3 separate regions of the Mus musculus genome follow, and all the other regions are linked to region 1. The links are chromatin contacts, called in public HiChIP or PLAC-seq and promoter capture Hi-C maps. All regions are on one chromosome and are shown on one strand. The core of a region is the stretch at or near the end of the contact, and the rest is flanking DNA. Distances in the headings are between cores, read along the strand shown. Region 1 holds the start of Smarcc2 (SWI/SNF related, matrix associated, actin dependent regulator of chromatin, subfamily c, member 2). Region 2 holds the start of Slc26a10 (solute carrier family 26, member 10). Region 3 holds the start of Inhbc (inhibin beta-C).

Evidence for each region. HiChIP or PLAC-seq counts read pairs in DNA pulled down with a chosen protein or histone mark. Capture Hi-C pulls out chosen DNA fragments and counts their contacts.
Region 2: a contact with region 1 is called in a promoter capture Hi-C map of pancreatic islet, with 4 times the contacts expected there. The contact joins the promoter of Slc26a10 here to the promoter of Smarcc2 in region 1. A contact is called at or near these places in 1 of 39 promoter capture datasets (liver) and 4 of 9 other capture datasets (adipose tissue, liver, macrophages and 1 more).
Region 3: an H3K27ac HiChIP or PLAC-seq map of microglia shows a contact between it and region 1, with 6 times the contacts expected there. The contact joins the promoter of Inhbc here to the promoter of Smarcc2 in region 1. A contact is called at or near these places in 3 of 39 promoter capture datasets (cranial neural crest, hippocampal neurons and liver) and 2 of 115 datasets of contacts at active chromatin or transcription factors (microglia and pancreatic cancer cells).

The regions. Positions count from the first base shown.
Region 1 is chr10:128,458,057-128,460,587 of GRCm38.p6, forward strand. It overlaps Smarcc2 (SWI/SNF related, matrix associated, actin dependent regulator of chromatin, subfamily c, member 2), which reads left to right and starts at 1,259. Exons shown (of 29, transcript NM_001372395.1): 1 at 1,259-1,381. The coding sequence starts at 1,271. It overlaps n-TScga2 (a tRNA gene), which reads right to left and starts at 489; the gene lies at 408-489. Mir8105 (microRNA 8105) reads left to right here and starts at 624; the gene lies at 624-712.
Region 2 is chr10:127,179,311-127,181,841 of GRCm38.p6, forward strand. Slc26a10 (solute carrier family 26, member 10) reads right to left here and starts at 1,272. Exons shown (of 18, transcript NM_177615.4): 1 at 921-1,272; 2 at 315-425. The coding sequence starts at 1,263.
Region 3 is chr10:127,369,282-127,371,812 of GRCm38.p6, forward strand. Inhbc (inhibin beta-C) reads right to left here and starts at 1,267. Exons shown (of 2, transcript NM_010565.4): 1 at 800-1,267. The coding sequence starts at 1,115.

The DNA.
Region 1 (2,531 bases), core at 9-2,508:
AATTTAAAGTCATTCTTGGCTGCAAGGCAAGTTCAAGGGCAGCCTGTGCACATGAGTCCCTGTCTAAATTAAAAAGAAAAATCCAAATGAGAAACGCTTGTTTCTGTGTCTCCAGTCACCAGACTTCAAGGCTCCACTTTTGGTCACAAACTCCAAAGATGCCCTGTTTAGAAATCTTAGGTTTGACTAGCTTTCCCAAACAAAACGACTACTCTTCATTGTTATGAAATGTTACAGAATTCTCAAAAATATCTCAAAGTGCCTGGTATCCTAACAGCGAATACAGCGATGCCCAATTTGGTTTGTATGTCACCCTGGTCTAACCTAAAGGAGTAGTGCTGCCTTTTCACTTTCAACCACTCAACTACTGGTTAATAGGAGGGGGGAAAAAAAATACGAAAAACTGCCGTCACGAACAGGATTCGAACCTGTGCGGGGAAACCCCATTGGATTTCGAGTCCAACGCCTTAACCACTCGGCCACCGTGACTCCCAAAACTATGGTTGGCCGCGCGCTTACAGAAAGGGTCCGCACGGGTGACTGGGTGCGAGCGGACCGGTGCAGGGTCGCGGCCCGAGGCTCGTACCCAGAGCCGCTCCCTCCCTCGCACCTTCGCGCCACAATGCTTGAACCTGGGTCGAAGAATCGGGGCTCGCCAGCCGACTCCTAAAGCGGAGGCGACTGGCGAGACCCGAAGATCAGAGGGAGGAGACCCCTCACCTGACCCCCCCGGGTAGCACCAGGGGTGCTGGGTGCACCGGGACGAGGAGCGTCAGGGACACTCGTGGGTTGAAACAGGAATGGTTGGAAGGAACTTATTGGAGCGAAAGAGTTCCACGGGAACGTACGTGCCGGGGGCCACTCGGGGTTACGGGGCGGAGCTGCAGACCCGGGGCTCCCGGCTTCCCCGTGGAGTGGAACAGTAAGCCCCACTGCCGCTGCGAGACCAAGTCGGGGAGGGCTCCGCTGTCCTACAGCCGCGTCCTGCGAGACCCGGGGAAGCAGCCGGGCTGCCGCTGCGGGGAAGTCCGCCGAGCGCGCTCGGGCTCGCCCGCCTCCCACCGCCGCTGCTGCCGGGGTGTCCGCCGAGCGCGCTCGGGCTCGCCCGCCACCGCTACGCAGGGCCGCCGGCAGGGGGCGCTCCGCCGGCCGGGGCCCAGGCGGCGGGAGGCGGCGGTCGTGGCGGCGGGAGGCGGCGGGAGGCGGGCGGAGGAGGAGGCGGGAGCTGAGCTGAGCGGGGCGGGCGGCGGCGGGGCCCGAGCCCGAGAAGATGGCGGTGCGGAAGAAGGACGGCGGCCCCAACGTGAAGTACTACGAGGCCGCGGACACCGTGACCCAGTTCGACAACGTGCGGCTCTGGCTCGGCAAGAACTACAAGAAGGTACGCGGGCAGCGCCGCGCGGGGACAAAGGGCCCCTGGCCGCCGCTCCCGGGGCCGGCCCACCCTGCGGCGGCCGCCGCGCCCCTCCCCGAGGCCTCCCCGCGCCTCCCGCCCGCCCGCCCGCGCCCCTCCCCCACCCCTCCCCCACCGTGCCCTCTGCCCCGGTGCAGCGCAGCGGCGTTGGCGGGGGCGGCGGCGGCTCCGGGCGGCGGCCCGGGCCCGGCAGCCCTCGCCCTCCAGGCTGACCGGTGCCGCCGCGCGCCTCCTCCCCTCCGGTGTGCGAGCCGCGGGGCCCCCGCCGGAGCCCCGCGCCGAGCCAGACGCCAGAGCGGCCCAGGCCTCCCCGGTGGTGCTTTGTGTACGTCCTGAGACAGATGGCAGAGCAGGAGGGTAGACGGGCGCGGAGCAGGCCGTTGAAAAGCGTCTCTACCTGGGGAAATCACCTGTCTCCCAGGGTTACCCTAGTCTCCTTCTAAAGGGCTGCAAACCTCTCAGGGGACAGGACATGGCAGTCTAGGGCAGCAGCCCCTCCAACCCTCCTTTCATAATGAAGTCCTCTGCAAGCCAGCCAGCCTGGCATTGCTTTGGGTTTGAGGTCCAGAGGCTCGGATAAGCTTCATATCGCTAGTCCCCACCCCCACCCTGTAACTGGAAATAAGGATGGGGAACAAAAGGGTTCAAGAAGCCCTATCTATCTTTTTTTTTTTTTTTAACCAATTTTTATTCTTGTGTCTTCATGGTGTCTGGGCTTTTTTTCGTTTTTCTTTTTTGTCTTCGATATGGGCTGCTTCCTCACCAACCCCGGCTAAGGGTTCTTTTCCCTTGCTTTGTTTTACAGCCCCCAACTCTTGCTACTCCAGCCTTGCAGCCAGCCTGTCAGAGTACAGTGGACAGCTTCAGAAAGCTCCACTAATTCTGGTTTGAGTTTAGCCCTGAAACCATTTGGGGTCTCTCTGTTGGGTGTCAGACTCTTGACAAACAGCTGTTGGGTCTGTGACTTGTGTGCACCCTCAGCGTGAGGCTCTGGTTCCCAGTTTTCTGCCTTTGACCTTTTAAAGGGAGATCGGTCTAGGGTCTTGGTGTGAAGCCCCGAAGGCTTTGACAGCTGTGACCTGCTTCAGCTTTCAAGTGCTTAACTCTTTGTCATTTA
Region 2 (2,531 bases), core at 22-2,521, 1.3 Mb before region 1:
GCAAAGGGGGTGGAAATGGGTTGTGGATCCCAAGAGAGGTGGCAAGTAGGAGAGGGAAGGGGGCAGAGGGGAATACAGCCCCAAAGCTTCCAAGTAGCAGCCTTGCTAAGGTGTGTTTGACCCCTGCTTTTAATCCCAGCACGCAAGTGGCAGAGGCAGGATCTCTGAGTTTAAGACCACCTGGTCTGTGGGGAGCTTCAGACCAGCTAAGACTATAAAATGAGACCCTATCTCAAGGGATGAGGGTATGCCTCAAGTCCCTGTCTATTTTCATCCCAAAGAGAAGCAAAGTCATGAGCAGTGTGGCCACTCACCAGTGGACAGGTGTCTCCCAGTGCCCAGTAAACTGTAGATGAGAACAGGAAAGAAAGACGTGTAGAGTCCGAACACCGGGGGCACCGAGGTCAGGAGGGCAAAAGCCATGCCTGGTAGAAAAGTAGAAGGAATCGGGGTGGGGTGGGGTGGGGATGGGATGAGGGTGGGGATGGTGGGGTGCACAACCTCCAGATACTGCCCTTCCCAACACTCTTGGGTTGACACCAGATACTATCAATCATGGCCCCGGAGGGAACGGAAAGGTTAATTAATGGGCCTCAGTGGGAGGTCGTGAGGCTGACAAGGTCACAGATCCTTGCCCACGTCCTGGGTGGCAGGTTTTGTGCCTCTCTACAATTCTCTGAGGCAGAACAGAGTCCAGTATATCTCGCAGAATTGCACAGATGTGGAGGGATGGGGGTGGGGAATTATGATGGAGTCCCTTAGTCCTCTCAAACCGAACCTCAAGCTCCTCCTCTCTGATCCTCCCCCATGCAGGGACACAAGTCCTCCACATCACTGCTGGACTCTCAGCTTCCCAGGGCCCTGCCCTGAAAGCCCCCCATAACTTGGAATTCCAACGGGCTGAAGTTGGGGACTCTTACCCTGGGGCACGTGCACAACGCCCACGGTTACTCCAGCCACAGCATCTCCGAGCAGCCAGGCTCGCCAGCGGTATTGGGGCAGCCAACGCAGCGGGGGCAGCCGTGCCAGCAGCACGCGCCACGCCCCCGGCCCAGAACAGGCGCTGGCTCGCCTCCTCCGCAGCCTGCACAAGCAGGGTAGGCAGGGCTCCGCTGGCAGCTCCGGCTCCGGCTCTGCGCCCCCGAAGAGCTCCTGGAACCGAGCGTGGGTGAGAGGTTCTCTGAACCTTGAGCTCAGCGGAGACTTAAGGTCAGAAACCTCTTCCGGATCTGAGCAGGTCCCAGAGGCAAGTGGCCCACTCATTTTGTCCTTGGCCCCCTGCAGCATCTCCTGGTCTTAAATACCCTCTGTTCCATCAGCTCTGAGCCCGCCTCTATAAAGCAGGGTCCAATCCGGACCTGTAGGGAGTACTCTCTAGAGTACCTCCTTGGGTCAGGCTTGGGTGGAAAAAGTCCCTGTGTTAGGCGTTTCCTCAGATATCCTTTCTTAGCTCTGCCTAAGAACCTGGGGGCCTGCTGTGAGGATGTTGAGGAACCATAGGGAGATAAGAGACCCACAGTCACTTCCAGTGACCCTCATCGCTTCGCTTCTCAGGGACTGGGAGGCATTTTTTTTTTCTTCATTTGCACTTTGAGCAAAGACAGAGCTGGTTCCTTTTGGGTCACAGGTCTTCTTTCCCTGAGCCTCTGCATTCTCACCACCACCACCACCACCACCACTGCTGGAGCACAAAATTCACAGCCAGTTGGGATTCCCCACTCAAATCCCATTCCTCATGTGGCAAACTTGCCCCAGTAAAGTACAAGAGGCCTTACTGTTTTATAAGCATGGTGAATGCGACAGGGTGCATGGTGAATGGGACAGGGACAGGGACCCACTCCACCCTCTCTAATGCAGATGGCTGGGTTTGATTTAGGGGAAAGACTGAATTAACAAAGACATTTTTATCTATTTGTTAGGAGCCCCAAAGTCCTCTAATACTGTTCCTTACATCCAGTGTTATTCTCCAAGTAGGCATTTAGAAGTACACGATTAAACTAAGGGCATGCCGTGTGCTGCTGGAACCGCTGCCCGTTGCTGCCTTGGGCACCTTGTCACCACTGGCAGTGGTGGGCCTGGCTGCCGCAGGAGCATGAAGGGTCCAGCCACCCACCTCATGTACCCCTGAAGAGACACAAAGGTTCTGGGCCCCAGGATTTCACTGTTTGCCGTCATCCACTCAGAGATGCTTCGGCACCCCCATCACCCTGTGGTTCCCCCAGTCCCTGACCCCAAAGCCCAGGGTGGGGTCCAGAGAGGGTGGGCCTCTCTTCTTCAATTCCTCCTATTGTTCCCCAGAAATCTTATCTGGGCTTCACGTCCTGTCCCCCCCTTAAAGATCCCTCCCCTCATTGTCAGCCACAGAGACCTGAGGCTCCCATATCTCCCCCCCCCCACCCCCCACCCCAGTAGTCTATTGTCTGCTGAGGAAGCCCCAGTGCACGTGACTGAGCCCAGGGGACTGACGGACACGGTGGACACACAGATACATAGGGACCCAGAGGCAGTCATATGGGTCTCCACACACTTGC
Region 3 (2,531 bases), core at 17-2,516, 1.1 Mb before region 1:
CCGTCTTCCAGACCAGAGAGCGAGTGAGCTTGCAATAGCTTTTAAGTCTTCTAAGTTCTCATCTTCTCTCCAGCTCTCTCCGCTATGGAAGTAATTCTTTCTTTATCTTTTATCCGTTGTTTGTTTGTTTTCTAGACAGAATTTCTGTGTGTGGCCTTGGCTGTCCTGGAACTTGCTCTATAGATCAGGCTAGCCTTGAACTCAGAGACCCCCACCTACCTCTGCCTCCCCAGTTGAGTTCTGGCATTAAAGGTGTGCGCCACCACCTCCCAGCTGTAGGCCTGAATTTCTTTACCCTTATCTTTCACACCTCTTTCTGAGTTTTTATTTGACATTGTCTGATGTGAGGACCTGAGGTGCGGAGAGATGTTATAATCTTGGTGTCTTACTTTTTCTCTCTTTACAGACATGGGGTATTCTCGAGGAAGAGGAGGTGATTGATAGATCCTGGAGTCAGAGAAATCACAAACTGCCCAGTAATCGACCCTTGGCCTGGGGACTGGGCAGGCTCACACAGGGAGGGTTATAGATTGGGGGGGGGGGGGGCGAGAAAGAGGAGGGAAGGAGAGAGAGAGAGAGAGAGAGATTTCTAAAGAAGTGAAACCAACAGCTCCCAGCTCCCACCAAGTGAACCTGACCTAACTTAGAGAACCTGAGGCGTAGGAGCCCCCGGGTGCGCAGGCGCAGAGTGTGCAAGCAGGATGTTTTTGGCGAGGATGAAGTCAGAAGCTAACTAGGGAGGAGACTTTCTCCTTCCTAGGGTCAGGTTTGGGGCCAGAGCTACGGACCATGGACCTACCTGTGTCAGCAAAGCTGATGATCTCATATTCTTCTTGTCTCTGGTCATGCTCCAACAGGGTTTCCCGTCGAGGCCCGCGGAGGCGCTGCAGCGCGGTCTTGAGAGCCCCTCTGGACACTGGCCGACTGAGTATGGGGCGCTGGCTGAGGTGCAGCTTGTCCAGGATACTTTTCTTGGCCAAATCGAGAAGCAGCTCCCGCTGGCTCTCCAGGTCAAAGATGGCACCCCAACATGCTGGGCATGGACCCTCAGTTTTGGGGTTCACTACTGTGGTTGGAGTCAGGAACAGAAGAGCCAGGAGCAAGGAGGAGGCCATTGCTGGAGGATAGCCTCCTTAAAGGACCCAAAGCCTATATTCAGGGTCTCAACGGGAGTGGCTTCAACTCTGTCCTGGGCACCAGGGACCCTGGGAGGAATGTGACTGACCTCCGACTGGCATGACTCCTTTTTGTCAGAGATACAGCGGCCAAACATCTGGCGTGAAAAATGAAGCCAGTTCAGGTGGAACTTGGCAGTATTCTCCTGTAGCCAGTGAAAGTACAGAGGGGGTTGTGTGGATTGTTTGAAGAAAGAAATGTCTGCCTCTTGCTTCTGTTGGGAGATTGTTAGCCAAATGAGCTGCCAGACCAGGGGACAAAGGTTAGAGCCTTGCTGTGAAGCCTGGGGGAAAAGTGTTGTGAGCAGCGGTTACTTCAGGGGCTAAGGCTGGATAATCACCAGAAGTCAGGACTTAACAGTCTCAAAAAGAAAAAAAAAATTGTGACTTTTTGTGTGTGCATGGTGTGTGGTTGAGTCAGATTTGCACTCAGCTTGGGTTTACTTTGATCTTGCTATATAGTGGAGGTTGGTTTTGAACTTCTGCATCTGCTTCTCAAATCTGGTCTCACAGGCATGGACTACCGTGTCCAGTTAAGAGGCTGACTTCTTTGTTGTTGCTTGCTTGTTTGTTTTTGAGACTGGATCTCATGGTGTAGCCCTGACTGGCCTGGAACTGGCTATGTAGACCCTCCTAGTCTTGAACTCACAGAGATCTACCTGTGTCTGTCTTGTAAGTGCTGAGAATAAAAGTATATGTCACCACACCTGCTTAAATGGTGACTCTTAAAAAAAAAAAAAAAAAAAAAAGAGGCACTTTAAAGTTTCCTCTTCCTCGCTTCTCCTCCCCACTCCTCCTTCCCCTCCTCCTCCACTTCTCTTTTTCTTTTTCTTTCCTTTTCTTTTCTTTTCTTTTCTTTTCTTTTTTTTGAGACAGGGTTTCCCTATGTATCCCTGGAATTAACTCTATAGACCAGGCCACCTCTGCTTCCCAACTGCTCGGATTTTCCTCCTTAGGGCTTTCAGCCCAACCTTCTTTGTTAGTTCAGGTTGGATTCTGCCCACTAAGTCACAGTTACCATCTGAAAGTTAAGGAAAGGGGAGAGAAAAAGAAATGTCCAAACCAGATGTTCTTAGTGTGTCCCGTCAGAAACATAGGTGGGCGTGTGAGAACTGTTGAGAAAACAATAGGTTTGCAAGCATGTCAGTTTCTTTGGTTGCAATTTACCAAATGATTCTAGTTTCCCCAGATAGCCTGCAAGGCTGTTGGTGATCAACAGTCCTCTTTGCAGAGCCTTATTGAATACAGAGGCCAAGAGCTGACATGGATACAAAGAGTCACCGTGGGTGGTTACATGTTAATAACTCAGCTGGAGAGCTGCTGGAGACTAGGAGAGCCTCTGGGCTGAGCTAGAAG